Regions from separate parts of the Anas platyrhynchos genome. Here region 2 is linked to region 1. The links are chromatin contacts, called in public Hi-C maps. All regions are on one chromosome and are shown on one strand. Each heading gives the region's core, a stretch centred on a gene start, on an enhancer-like site or on the middle of the called end of the contact. The rest is flanking DNA. Distances are from core to core; before and after follow the strand shown.

What was found. Hi-C and Micro-C count contacts between places; a contact is called where the count stands out from the background.
Region 2: a Hi-C map of subcutaneous adipose tissue shows a contact between it and region 1, with 2.0 times the contacts expected there. The contact joins two enhancer-like sites. A contact is called at or near these places in 4 of 8 Hi-C or Micro-C datasets (F1 follicle, skeletal muscle and subcutaneous adipose tissue).

Annotation. Positions count from the first base shown.
Region 1 is chr1:55,142,205-55,148,646 of IASCAAS_PekinDuck_T2T, forward strand. The region is part of intron 1 of RBFOX2 (RNA binding fox-1 homolog 2); the gene reads left to right. Among named protein-coding and RNA genes, the nearest start is that of RBFOX2, 37 kb to the left of the region's middle. Within about 2 kb of position 2,572, at least 3 of the 8 cell types and tissues checked have an H3K27ac peak or open chromatin away from gene starts, as enhancers often do. A contact at or near this core is called in subcutaneous adipose tissue, where this site is marked.
Region 2 is chr1:55,200,754-55,207,380 of IASCAAS_PekinDuck_T2T, forward strand. RBFOX2 (RNA binding fox-1 homolog 2) reads left to right here. Exons shown (of 13, transcript XM_072038113.1): 2 at 5,228-5,452. Among named protein-coding and RNA genes, the nearest start is that of MB, 74 kb to the right of the region's middle. Within about 2 kb of position 2,113, at least 1 of the 8 cell types and tissues checked has an H3K27ac peak or open chromatin away from gene starts, as enhancers often do. A contact at or near this core is called in subcutaneous adipose tissue, where this site is marked.

The sequences.
Region 1 (6,442 bases), core at 1,322-3,821:
GGCCTGACCTGTTGTTCTCGTCTCTGTAGATGAGCCTGCAGCCCAGGGTAGCCTGAGTGCCCATGGCAACTGCTGGGAACAGCTTTATCACGAGCCCCTCAGTTTGAGTTCAGGCTTGAGGTGAGATGCTGTTAAATCCTCTCCAATTGTCAGCCTGATCCCCTGGGCTGCTGCTCGCTTGCTGCTTGGGGCTATCTGCTGGAGCATCGCAGGCAAGCTGTGCGCGCTCCCTCCCCGTGGCTGTGGGGCTGCTCTGGGCGAGTTGTGCTTGCAGGCTGTGAGAACAGGAAGCCTCCCCTCTTGCTTTCTTTCTGTTTATTTTCCTTGTGCAGGGAGCTGGGAGAGGAAGCCCAGGGTGGTCTGGGTCTCCTTTGCCTGTCTCCCTCCTCTCCATCACATGGATGAAGCGTGAATTTGGGGATGTTGCCTCGACTTGGTTAGCAGCTTGGAAGTTCAGCATGGATTAGGGTATCCACAAAAACCTCTTGGTTTAGTTCAGTGTTACCATACCAAGCTGCTCTCGCCATGAAGTAGTGACCTTCAGGAAGAAAATGTCTTGGTTACTTCTCTGTTCTTATTTGTACCATGGTTGCACCAGCCAAAATCTCTCCAGTTATAAAGGCTGCGTGTCTCAAGAGTTTAAACCTTTAAGTAGTATTCCTGAAAAGCATTTGGGTTTTTAATTTGTTTCCCTTCTTGTAACTGACCAGGGAAATACACCCTCTAGTGAGTATGCTAACTTGCTGGGTAAATGAGTAAGATTGTGGCAGCAGAAGTGGTGTTATTAGGGAGCTGGAAGGGAGGGTTTATGTTTGTGGGTTTTTGGTTTGTTTGCCACCTTATTTACACTTCTGGTTTGAATGAAGTATATTTAATGCAAATCCTTAAACTGAGTGACAGAGAGAGGGAGAAAGGCCTTGAATAAAAGTTCAAAACTGTTCTCTTTGAGCAAAGGGCCAGGACAAAGATCAGGAAGTATCTGAGGTCCTCTGTGTAAAATGGGGAAGGTTTGGTATTCATGGTACTGTAGGGGAGTATTTCTTTGCCTGAAAGTAAGCGATGCAAGGCTTGGGATAGACCCAAGCTAATGAGGGGGGACTGCTCTAAACATCTTCCTTATGTCTAAGATTGGGTGAATTAGGGGGTAAGACTGCCAAATCTGCTGCTTCCTGGCTTCCACAACCTCCCTTCAGGCAAGCAGTAAAATATTTCCTCTCTGTACTACACAGGACTTATGGGATGTTCTGTTACTGGCTGCGATGTCCCATAAAAGATAACAAGCTTCATTTTAGAGAATGCAGTCTGAGCAAAAAGCTCTAAGATAATCAAGAGGTGGGAAGCGTCTGTGAAGCAGTTGCACACGGAGGGGTCTGGTGGTGTGTAGTGGGGTAACTGCGTGGGGTTACAGCTTAGCACCTAGGCAGTAAGCAGGGTGGGGACAGTTTAAGGTGTGTTACAGAAATACGGTTACCACTGCAGCAGGGGAGGACTTGCTGGGACATCTTTTACAGGATGGCATCCAACTCTAACTTGCAGTGTTCAGAGGGGAAAATGTTGATGATGGGAAGAATTTAGTGAAAAGCAACGTAAATTGAGATACTGGGGTAGGAAAAAAAGCAGAGTGGAAGCAAAGTTGAAGGAGAGGTTGGTTACAGACTGAAGTTCAAGCAGATCCAGTCACCGATGACTTGGAAGAGGAAGGATGAGCTCCAAGACCACTCCAGTAACCTTTCTCCTCCAAATTCAGAACCATCTCGGGAAAACACTTGTCTGGTGACTCCTCATTTTCTGAAGCCCCAGCTATATCCCTATAAGAAACTGCAGGAAAGATGCAGGAGTTGGGAGTAGAAAAAGCTATAGTGTGTACACCGCCAAGCACTGCGGGTGTTACAAAACTGCTTTCTAAAATTATATTCTGAACTGAGGCATGATGGCCACATTCCCTAGATCTCTCCTCTCCTTTCTGTGTAGCTGATCTCCTGCTATCAAGACCCATCCAAAGGGTTAAGTAGCACATGAAGCATACTGTTGTGCAGTTGGCAAGTCCTGTAAATGGATCTAAATGTGTTTATTTCCCTTTTCCCTCGTGTCTGCTGCTTTCCTAGCCTCTGAATACAAGGCAGGGAATCCTCTTCTTGGAGAACACTGAATATCTTTCACAAACTCCTTCAGCAAGCTCCATATCAACGCGTGCCTCACTGTTACTCAATAGCAAAACAAAAAAACAACGACAAAAAAAAGGAGAAAAGTTATATGAGACGATGAAATGAGGGAGAAGAGTGCATCTAATTGGAATACATGGGAAGACTTCCTGACAATAAGATCCCGGAGCCCTATAAGCAGTCTCTCAAGGGAAGTAACGATTACCTTGCTGATGAATAGTCCGGCCAAGTTCTGGGGCTGCAAGGCGTTGGCAGGAAATGGGCTGGATGATGTAATATAAATTCCTTTCATGTTTGAGTTGTCCGATTCAAGCGATTTCTCATCTCTTCTCGGGGTTAAAGAGAGGAGCTGTGAGTCATCCTTCTTGGGAGAGGACCAGGAGACCACTTTTTTGTTCTCTGATGTACTTTCTGACCGTTAAGTCTTACCCAATGCAATGCAAGAGCCTTGGAGACTCCAACCCCTTGAGGTATTTGGGCTAGAGGGGCAGCATTTTGGTCAGATTTCCCCTTCCGAATGGTTTTGGAAGTGCAAGAGACTATGGCTTGTGTATTAGAAGCAGTCAATAAAATGATCGGTTGGAGGAGTGCAGGGTAAAACCCAATGGTGTAGAGAAAACAGCTTGTTTGTGGGTATTAGATCACACTGAAGAGCATAAACGTGGCTATTCTGGGCCGGGCAGAAGGTCTCTGTGCTCCAGCGTCGTGTCTTTGACAGTGTCTAATGGCAGGTACTTAAAGCACAGGGAGCAGCGCCAAGATTCGGCGATACTTCCCCTGCTAGGTACTCTTTAAGCAGTCTGGTGGCTTTGGGATTTCCTGGCCATAGATTCTTTTTTTTTATTATTATTATTTTTAAGGTCACCTGTGATAGATTTTTCTTTATTGAACTCGTTTAAATGCTTGCTGAGGCTGTCTAAGTCTTTGGCATCCACAACATCCTGTGGTGACGAGTCCTGCACTTTAGGTATATTTTATGAGGGAGGGGGAAAAAAAAAAGTCCTTCTGTGCACAGCTAACTTAAAACTGAGCTGTTTTGGGAGCTGTCAGGGGTGGGACAGGAACAACCTGCGGGCTCAAGGCCTCAGTTCCTAGCGCATCCACAGCTGCACTGACACGTATGGGTTAGGATTTTCTTCCTAACTGGGGGGAAAAGAAATCACAACAGAGAGTAGAAAGAAAATGTGAGTAGTTCATGTGTATTTAACACCTTTTTCTTCCTGAAAGGCTGCACTGCTTTTGCAAAAGCGACTCCCGGGTTCCCCCAGGCAGGTGTACGTGCTGAGGAAGGACAGGCCGGGTTCCTGAAGCGTCCCAGTGCAGCATGGTGTGGCGGTGAGCGATGGGATTTGGGGCTCTGTGGAGGGCCCTGGAGGAGCAGGGAGGGTGCCCCGATACCTGGGCAGCCCGGCTGGGCCCAGGGCCTTGGGGTGCCCGGGTTGGGGCTGGCCCTGCGGCTCGGGCTGTGGGCTGCCAGAAGAGGGCACCCAGCGCTCAGCCAGCGCCTTTCTCCTGCCTCCGCTCGTTTTCCAGAGCGTGCCTTTGGGGTTATCTCTTGGTTTCCGACCCTTGCCGTGAAGCAGGAGCACCTCGTGCTTCAGGGAGAGCAGGGGAGGGCGATTCGGTGCCCCGTGTCCAGCTTGGTTTTGGCCTCTCCAGGTTCCCTGGAGGCTGTCTGTGTTCTGCAGAGCAGGAAATCTGACAGAACCACGGGATGGCTGAGGTGGGAAGCGACGTGGTGGCCCCCTGCTCCAAGGCCTGCCACAGCAGGGTCACCCGGAGCAGGCTGCCCAGGACCACGTCCAGGTGGCTTTTGGAGGTCACCAAGCAAGGAGAGAGTCCACAGCCTCTCAGGGCAAGCTGCTCAGTCTCAGAGCCTTCAGGGAAATGAAGGATGTACGTGTGTGAATAAATACATAAACACTATTTCTCCATCCTTTTTTCTGTCTTTTATTTTTTTAAAGGGAGAGCTCAAGGAATAAAACCAGTCAGTGTAGTTACAGGACCGAGGAAGATGTTGAAAAAGATCGGATGCTTACAGTCAAGATGCTTTACCAAAGGAAATTAAGGCAACAGCAGACAGAGATTGCTAATTTTTAAGGACCAATCATGTCAGATGAATTTAATTTTCTCCTTTGACATGGCAGCAGGCCTGGCAGATGGAGAAAGCTACTGGCTTCGGATCTAGTCCGGCCTGACCTTTACATAAACTAGGCAAATGAAAGGTGAAATGAAGAAGCGCCTGAGCACCTCATTGGAAAACTATGTCTGGAGTAATTATGTCATGCTTTGCTCTGTGTGTGTGGTATCTGGAGTCTTAACATGGTCTGTCCTGGCTGCTGTGCCCTCCCGTGCTTCTCATCGAACATCAGGGTAATTCAGTGAATGAATATATGTGTGTGTGCGCACTGGCAGCCTTTGGAAGGCAGCGGTAGGTGTCAAAAAGATCCCGGTAAATTGAGGAAATGGTTTGAAATTCAACAAAACCAAGCTGTATTAATGAAGGGAGCTGAATTCCCAATGTGAAATGGAGAGTAGCTGGCTAAGCAGTAGTACTGAAGGAAACATCTGGGGTAACAGGAGATAACAAACTGAGTACGCGGCGCTGGTTTTTGTGGTCTTAAGAATTTGGAATGGATTTCCAGGTGTGTCAAGTAACGAGGGAAGGTAATTATTCTTCAGAGCTCAGCACGGTGAGTGGAGCACTGTACCTGGTTATAGGTGCTTCAGGAAAGATGCAGGCAGGGTTTGGAAAAAGTCCAGGGAAACAAACAAAAAAAAAAGGAGGCTTCAGTTGCGTGATATATGAGGAAAACATTTCTTTAAAAGCAGGAAAAAAATAAAAAGAAAAAAGAACAGAAAAGTATGGAGGATGGGGGATGATTATTTACTGTGTCCATTAAAGACAGCATAGTTTGCATCAAAGAAGACCTAAATTGTGTATTACGGGGTGAAACATTTTCTGTTTCAGTGTAGTGAAGCACTGAGGCAGGGTAATTTTAGGGGACCAGGGTTGCTGCTTCTTGGAGTCTGTAATAACAAGTTAGGCAATTCCTGATGGATGCTTGTCTAAACATGCTCTGCATTGCCTCTGAGCAGAGAGGACCTCTCGTCTCCCCTGCCCTGTACTACTCATATTATTCTGTGACAGTAAAAAAAAACACACAGCAGTTGTTACCACATGCAGAATTCCACAGCTGTGTGACTGCTGTTATCTTGGACCTTTCTCTTTTATTTGTGTGGGGGTCTAAATTGTAAAATAAGGAATCTTCTGTGCTGCTGTATGATCTTACGAGTGCCAGAGGTCCGTTCTCTGTGACAGCTGTCTCATAGCTCTGTTTCTTCCTCCTCTCGCCTATTACTCAAAGGGTGCAGGATGTTCAGCATCTCTGAGTCAGTCCTTCCCTCTGCCTCGCTGTAATAACACGCATCGCGTATGAACCTCAGAGCTGTTTGCTATCTTGATTTCTCTTTAAGTTCCCTGGCCAGCTCTCCTTCTCCGGTGCTTAGAGCTTTCCTGTTTTCTTTACATAAACACCTTCTCGCTAGCCTACCTGCAGCTCCCGCTGCACCGAAAGAGGACCGAGAGATTTGGGCAGGAGCCTTCCTGCTGTCGGGAAGTGTCTGTGGGAGGGCAGCCTCTGCGTTAACTGCTTCGCTGCCCGGCTCGTGCTTCAGCGGGACCCCGAGTCAATGAATGGGATCGCTCGCTCTTCTGCCCGCTTCTCCTGCACGGTGAGTGAGCAGCTCTGCCTTCGCTGCTGAAGGATGCTGCAGGCTTCCTCAGCAAGCTTAGCAGATACTCCCCGGAATAGCTGCTTGGAGGGAAGATGGTTTCGTTCTTCCTCGATGTGAAGGGAGAGGTGTTTCCAGCGTAACGTCGCTCGGAGCAGGCATTTGCCAGATGGTTTCAGCTCCCCGGAGGCTTTGGGATGTGAAAGGAGAAGGGCCAGGAACACACTTCTGATTCATTCCATTAGTAGATTAATCGGCACTGTCCTGGCTTAATAAGTCTCGTAGATTTCCCAGTGGAAAATGGCACATGTAATTCTGCCCAGGTCACGCTCTGCACACCTGTGTTGGAGCTTGCACAGCGAGGAGCTGCGCTGCTGCAGGCGACATCTGCACGAGAAGGCTTTGCGGGAAGGGCAGGCTTGGCGGCGGGGGGAAAGGTGAGGGAGAATGTTTTGAACGAGTCCTGTTAGGTAATGCTAGTGGGAGTGAGACGGCTTGTGAGAACATGCTTGAATTCTTCTGCCATTTTGGTGGTGGTGGGGGGG
Region 2 (6,627 bases), core at 863-3,362, 58 kb after region 1:
GAAGAAAACATGCCTTTAAATGGTGAGCGAGGTGCGGGTCTGTGCCTGGGCATCTATTTTGGTGGAAGGGTAGCTTATTTAGGCTTAAGCTAAGCCAATTGAAAAAGCATGTCCTCAAATGATTGCATCCAATGTAAGTAACAATAAAAAACTGCGCCTCTAAACTTTGCCTTAACAAATCTGGCATAAAACTCCAAATTCTTGCAAAACTTTTCAGGGGTTCAGGAGGCATTGCTGTTGTGTCTACGGTAGCAGAGTCAAAAATCCCCACTGTGTCATAAATCTAATGAAAAGCAAGCTCCAGGCATGGAGGTGAAATCCCAACCCCCCTCATTTTGTGATCCTCCTCAAGGTGCTTTTATGATCGACCAACATCAAGGAAAAAAAAAAAGTTGATTTTATCAGTCTGGGTCGCCAGACAGACAGACAGACATGCTGGCCTCGCTCTCTGGAGTCTCAGCAATGCCTTTGTAGTGCTCGCTGCAGGTGTGGGTGTCGGGTTGGGGTCATGCACCCAGGCCGGTCCAGGGAAGGTTTGGGCAGAGGTGAAGATTGCCAGGGGCTGGTGATGTAGTCACTGTGCTCAGAAGTTACCTTGTGCTGTCCTAGGTCTTGTAATCAGTAACGCTTGCTGGGAAGGCGTGTTGTCCACATGTATTTTTGGCATTTTTCTCTTTTTGTTCTCCTTCCCTTGTGTCTTCCCCCTTCCTTTTAGCTTTGTATGGCCTTTTCATTCCGAACCTTTCTTTCCATAGGCTTTGTACCTATGGGGTCGGGTGCTAAAGGACTGATTTAGAGTAAAAGTTAGAAGTTGTAAAGCTCTTCCCATTCAGAAGCTGGTCAATAATGAAATGGCGATGACGTGGAAAGTGTTATTACTGTGTTTTGGGGTAAAGAGCTTGTATGATGTTCCCAGATCCCAGAAGGGTTCGTGTGGCTGAGTTTCAGCAGGATGGGGGTGATGGAAACACATGGCTGCACCATCCCATGCATCACTTCGGCTTGTGTTTGACTGTCTTCAACACAAACTGACCCTAAAGAGCAAGGCATAATTTAGATTGCTCCCTAATATGCTTGTTATCATCAGGGGGCAATTTGGGGATGGCCTGGGAGAGGGTTAATGTGTGCTGCGGCTCGCCCCAGCTCATCCCACTGCGGGTGCCCCAGCCCTTTGCTCCCCCCCATCTGGCTCCCGTTCTCCTCTTGCTCTCTGCCAAGCCGCTTCAGCACTCTTAACTGGGAACAAAACTAACCTGATAATAAAAAGTACTTCTTAGTACTCTTAGTATGTAAGAGGGCGGCGGCTCCACTTGGAGCCGTAGCACCCACGGGGCCCCAGGAGGCTGTTTTGGGAGGGCTGGGAAGGTGAGCCCACTGCAGCAGGCTTAATTTGCGTTCACGGTGAGAAGGGGGAGAAAGCAGCCTGTGTTTTCTCTCACTTCTCTCTTGGTCTGCTACAGCAGGGTTGCAGGGTGGCCCTTGTCTGCTCCACGAGGAGCCACACGAGGCCTCTTCTGCGGGAGCCACGTGGCACATTTGCCTCCCCAGGGGCCTCTGTGACTTGCTCAGAGGGGGACAGCGCCGTTCCCTCATCCCTATCTCGTTGGGCTCTGCAGATCCGAGCTCCGAGCACTTTTTGCTGTTGACGAAAGGGATTAGGGCTGGCACGGAGAGCAAACAGCCGTAGCTGGGAACACACCAGTCGTCACAAACACCTTAATTGCCTTCAGCTAGCCGGGAGGCAGCTCCTTCCAGCCTCAGTAACACAGGCACGGCAGAGGCTTGTCTGTCAGCAGCGGGGCTGGCCCTCCCCGTGCCCTCAGCAGGCATCTGCTCACGTCTAGCCCGATGTTTTGGGGCTTACCAGCAGTGAAAGGTGCCTTGAAGAGGCTCACGTTTACGAGCTGTAACATTTCCTTGAGCCTTTCTCCGAAGCTCGTGGCTCTTCATAAGCTACCGGGCAACACCCAAGTTGTGGCGCTTCCCAAAAGCGGCCCCTGGCAAAATACACCGAGCTTTTTGTTAGCTGACAGCTTTACGGGAGCGGGAGGCCTTTGTGTGTGTGGTTGCGGCCCTGGCGCTCGGTGCCGCGATCTTGGATCACCACCTGCTGTCTGCTGACAGAATTCACCCTAAATCCCCTCCGCAGAGCCACGGTGCTTCTGGTGGAGGCTTCCCCCCACCCTCTGTGAGGTGCTGCCACACGGGTTTGCTGAAGGCTCGTCTGCCCAGCTTTTGTTAATTAAGTTACCGCCACATCGCCTCATGGAGCTGTGTCCCCGTTTGGGGTTTCTCACTGCCTTAAAATGGGTTTTTGAATAAAACGTGGGCTGAGCTCCGTAGGCCAAACCCCGACCCAGAGACGGGAAGCTGGCAGCTCGAGGACAAGGCCTTGGCTCTGTAGGGCTGAGAGCAGGGCCCGAATCTGGGAACCTGGTCTGGTATCTGTGTCCTCTGTCCCTTTGGTGCCCTGGTGGTGTGAGCTGATGGGGCAGGTGTCGGAGCTCGGCCCCAGGGAGCTGCTCCGAGCCCCGCAGATAAATAAGCGCTTGCTGTGGGAGCGGGGGAGCTGCGGCCGCCATCTACCTCGCAGCTGAAGGAAGGGGCTGTCTGCTCCTGAGCGCTAATTAGGTTCATTTCATCCCATCACACACGTCGCTAGCAGCAGCAGTCGATGGGGGAGCGTCGCTGGGCTTTCTCCATCCTGCGATCCTGGCATCTGTGCACGCGTTTGGCAAGGGTGACCACTCTTTGGCGTGGCCACCTCAGTCTGTCCCTGTCAAGCCCTGACGTGGGGAACCTCACGAGTTAAACCAGGCAGCACTGGCGATGCGGTGAGGTATGTTGTCGAGACAGGACAGACCAAATAGTTGCAGCTCAGCCCTTCTGGTTGCATCCCCCCCCCTCTGCATACCTCCAGCAAGGGTTTTCTCGCTGCTCGTTAGACCTCCTGGGAAGTGGGAAAAGCAACGCTCCTGACTGCAGGGCTTGCCCTGGAGGGTTGGAGGTAGGGAATGGAGTTCAGGTTCTGTGTTTGAAGATAAATGGGATTTTTTTTTTTTTTGTTAGTTCTTGAAAATATGAAGTGTTGGGTAAATGTTGAAATTAGGTAGAGTAACGGGAGGGGAGGATATCGGTCTGCCACGAAACCTGCGGAGAACACCTCAGGAGTTCTTCTTTGTAGACAGCAGTGGAGACAGGACAAGTAATTCCACAGCACTGAAGGAAATTAAAATTATATATATAAAAAAAATAATAATCAGATGGGAAACGTGTACCTAATCATATCAAGAGAAAATAATTTGAGATCCAGATACTCCCTCGGATGATGAAACCTGGACAAGCATAATAGTGGTAGATCTACAGATAACCTGAGACATTAAATTAAAGATACATTTGTAATAAAAAAATATGATTTCTGCATGTGTTAGTAAGATTGCTAAAAACCGAAGTGACAGTGGTATTAAAACATTGCATTCTGTACCAAAAATTCCTTATATAAAGATCTTAGGAAGGTCAGAGAGAAGTAATAAATAAAGTTGCCAGGTTATTTTGGCTTGTGAGATGTGATTAAGCTCCGAATAAATATGTATCATCAAAACACCACGAGAGAGAGAGATAGCATTTTTCATCCTTCAAACAGTTGTAGATAATTGAAGAAAGGAGAGAAAATATTTAAAAGGTTGCAATGCATTTAAACCAGAAGGAGCAGTATTAACTGAGGGGGGGGGGGGGAAACGTTGAGAATAAGATGATACAAGGTTTCTGGGCTGGCATTTTAAGTAGCCGAGGAGTGAGATTAAACAAAACGCTGGAGTATGTCCTTCAGGGAGCAACTCTGCACTGTTGAGAAGATGGCATAATAGGTTTTGTTGGTGGCTAATTAGCATTCCCATCCTCCTATCAGGGATCCCACCAGCTTACGAATCTGGTTTGTTCGAAGAAAATTAGAAATAGTTTCTGCTGCGGCATCTTTCCTGGGGTTATCTTACCGATTTTTGAGATTAAAAAAAAAAAAAAAAAGATCGGTTTCATATTTAGCTCTTAATGTTTAACAAAAGAAATGGGCTGGCAACGTGAGCTGTATGGAAACAGGCGGGAGGCTGGATGTAACAAAACGTGGTCAGCAGCAGAGAGCTTGGAAAGACGGTGACGTGGAGCTGGAGCTCGCCCCACGGATCTCCAGCGGGGTTGAGGCTGTCGGCAGCCCCACACCATAACGCTGGGAGTGAGCACAAGCACAGGGAGCCATCCTCGTTTTGGGGCAAAGAGTCATCACTTTGCGTGAGGGCTGCGCTCTGCAGCCTCACCCGAGGGAGACAAAGCCAGGCTGCCACGAGGCCTGGGTACGCCGACGTCCGAGCAGATTTGGGACTCGGATGGCATCTGAATGAGCTGGTGCTGGCTGCATGCATGCTGTCATCGTGCCCTTTGCCGGGAAGGGAAAGTCCCAGGTAGCCTGATAAAGGGACTGGGAGGTTTGTCCAGCTGCAGCGGGGGCCCTGCAGCCCCGGCGTGCTCCCTGCTGAAGGCTGCTCTGTAATTCCCCGCCTGCAGGACAAGCTCCTTTCCCCCTTTTCCTCCGTTGATTGAAGCATGCTGGTGTCAGAATAGGCTCAAGTACCTCTGGGCTTTGTGGGGGAGGACCCGGGGCTGGAACAGCAGCCAAAATTTAAAATCAGGATTAGTCTGTTGACACGCACATAAATCAAACAGCCTTGCTATCATAAATCTTCTCCGTGGATTTCGCTGCGGCGGCGGTGAAAGCGGTAGGAGCAGTGCTGCGGGCTGGGCCTCCTAGGGTTGGGTTTCAATGCCAAGGCTGTGCTCCTGCACCCCAGGGGGCTCGGGGAGGTCTCCCCAGCTCCCCCCTTTTCCTAGCTTTGAAGGGATCTTGAAAGCTAGCACCTTGTTCTTCTATCTCTGCGTCCGTAGCAATCGGTATCTGTGTTTTCCTTAGCAAGCAAACTGCACGCCTGATAGCTTGTTCTCCGTATGCCACCCAGCAGCGAGAAAGTTGCCCAAAAGAGATTAAAAACCGGTGTCATAGTTCGGAGGAGCGAGGCGTGCTCCTTTTGATAGAGAAGATAACAGCAGACGGTGCAGTATTACAGCGGCGGTGGGTGGGATGTTGACACGGACTGTTTGTGGATAACTTCTCCGGGTGATGTTTCCATCTGCCTGCCGCGGTGTAGTAAAGCTGCCTTCTGCTTTCTCCTTTCTCCAGGGTAACCAGGAGCCAGCAGCAACTCCTGATGCAATGGTGCAGCCATTCACCACAATCCCATTTCCGCCACCCCCACAGAACGGGATTCCCACAGAGTACGGGGTGCCACACACTCAGGACTATGCAGGCCAGACCAGCGAGCACAATCTGACGCTCTACGGGAGCACGCAGCCGCATGGAGAGCAGAGCACGACCACGGCCAGCACGCAGAACGGATCTCTCGCAGTAAGTGTCTGGGGCAGGGTCGCTGGGCTCTCCGGCCAGGGAGCTGCTTCTGGAAGAGGCAGCCACGGAGCAGGTGGCTGACTCCTTCTGAAGTATGCAGCACATCAGTGGGAGATCTGAAAATGAGAGGATCGCAAAAGGCCGGAGGTTCTGATGATCCATTGCTACGTTCTTGTGCATGTTCTCCTGTAAATAGGTCTCTGGGAAGAGGAGCCATACCTGAGAACCGTGGTTTTTCACCACGGTGGCGTTGCCCAAGGACGCTCCTTTCTAGAAGGATTAGTTACCTTGAGTCAACTGGCAAGTGGTTCAAGTGAACGTGATGGTGGCAAGTTCTGGAAGGTTGACAGTACAGAGGATTAGGGAGAGCGCATGTATTGTAGGTGTAATCCCAATGCGTTTCTGCTTTCGGGAAGCTAACAGAGTAGAAAAACACTTCTCTTTGACTTTCTGAAGATGGCAGGAAGTTCCAGGGGCAAAGATAGGAGAGGACCTCTCAGCTACTAGGCATCCATTTACCAAACGAAGATTTTCACCTTCTTAGTTTTTTTTGCTTTCTTCTTCCCATGGCCTGGAACTGGCACTGGGCAACATGCTGGCAGATTATCCCAGGAAAAGCTTTATCCACCCCTTAAGCCACTTGTTAAGACTTAACTTCCTAATAAAGAGCCTTATGGTGAGAGCCTTCGGTGCTCAGGGGCGGATTTAATCTGTTAATGCTTTCAGTTTTGCTTGTAGTTGGGTGTTTGGCTCGCAGAGATTATTTTTCCCCCGGTAAGTACAGAGTGAATTTAGTGCCAGCGATGGGAAGAAGTGATAGTGCCAGCTCAAGTGTGCACGGTTCCCAGCGTGTGGCTCTGCTCTTTCTGCACTGGACGGTGGCTGCACGGTTGACAACGCAGGTTATGGCTTTGATAAGGTCCCTTTGAGTTTATCCTGGCAACGCCACAACTTCCACGTCTCGGGGAAGAAAAGAGTCCAAGCCCAGGAAAGCACGTTGGCAGCGCATAAAAGTAACTTCTTCAGCCTGAGGCAAATGTAAATGTAGAGAGGGAGAGATCAGGCTGGAAATAAAACTTAAAGCTGATGCAGCGTGCAGAAATGAAAGTCATCATTTCAGTACCAGGCTGTGTCCTCCCAGCCTTTAAGATCTGGGCTGTCTCCAGCCAGCAGCT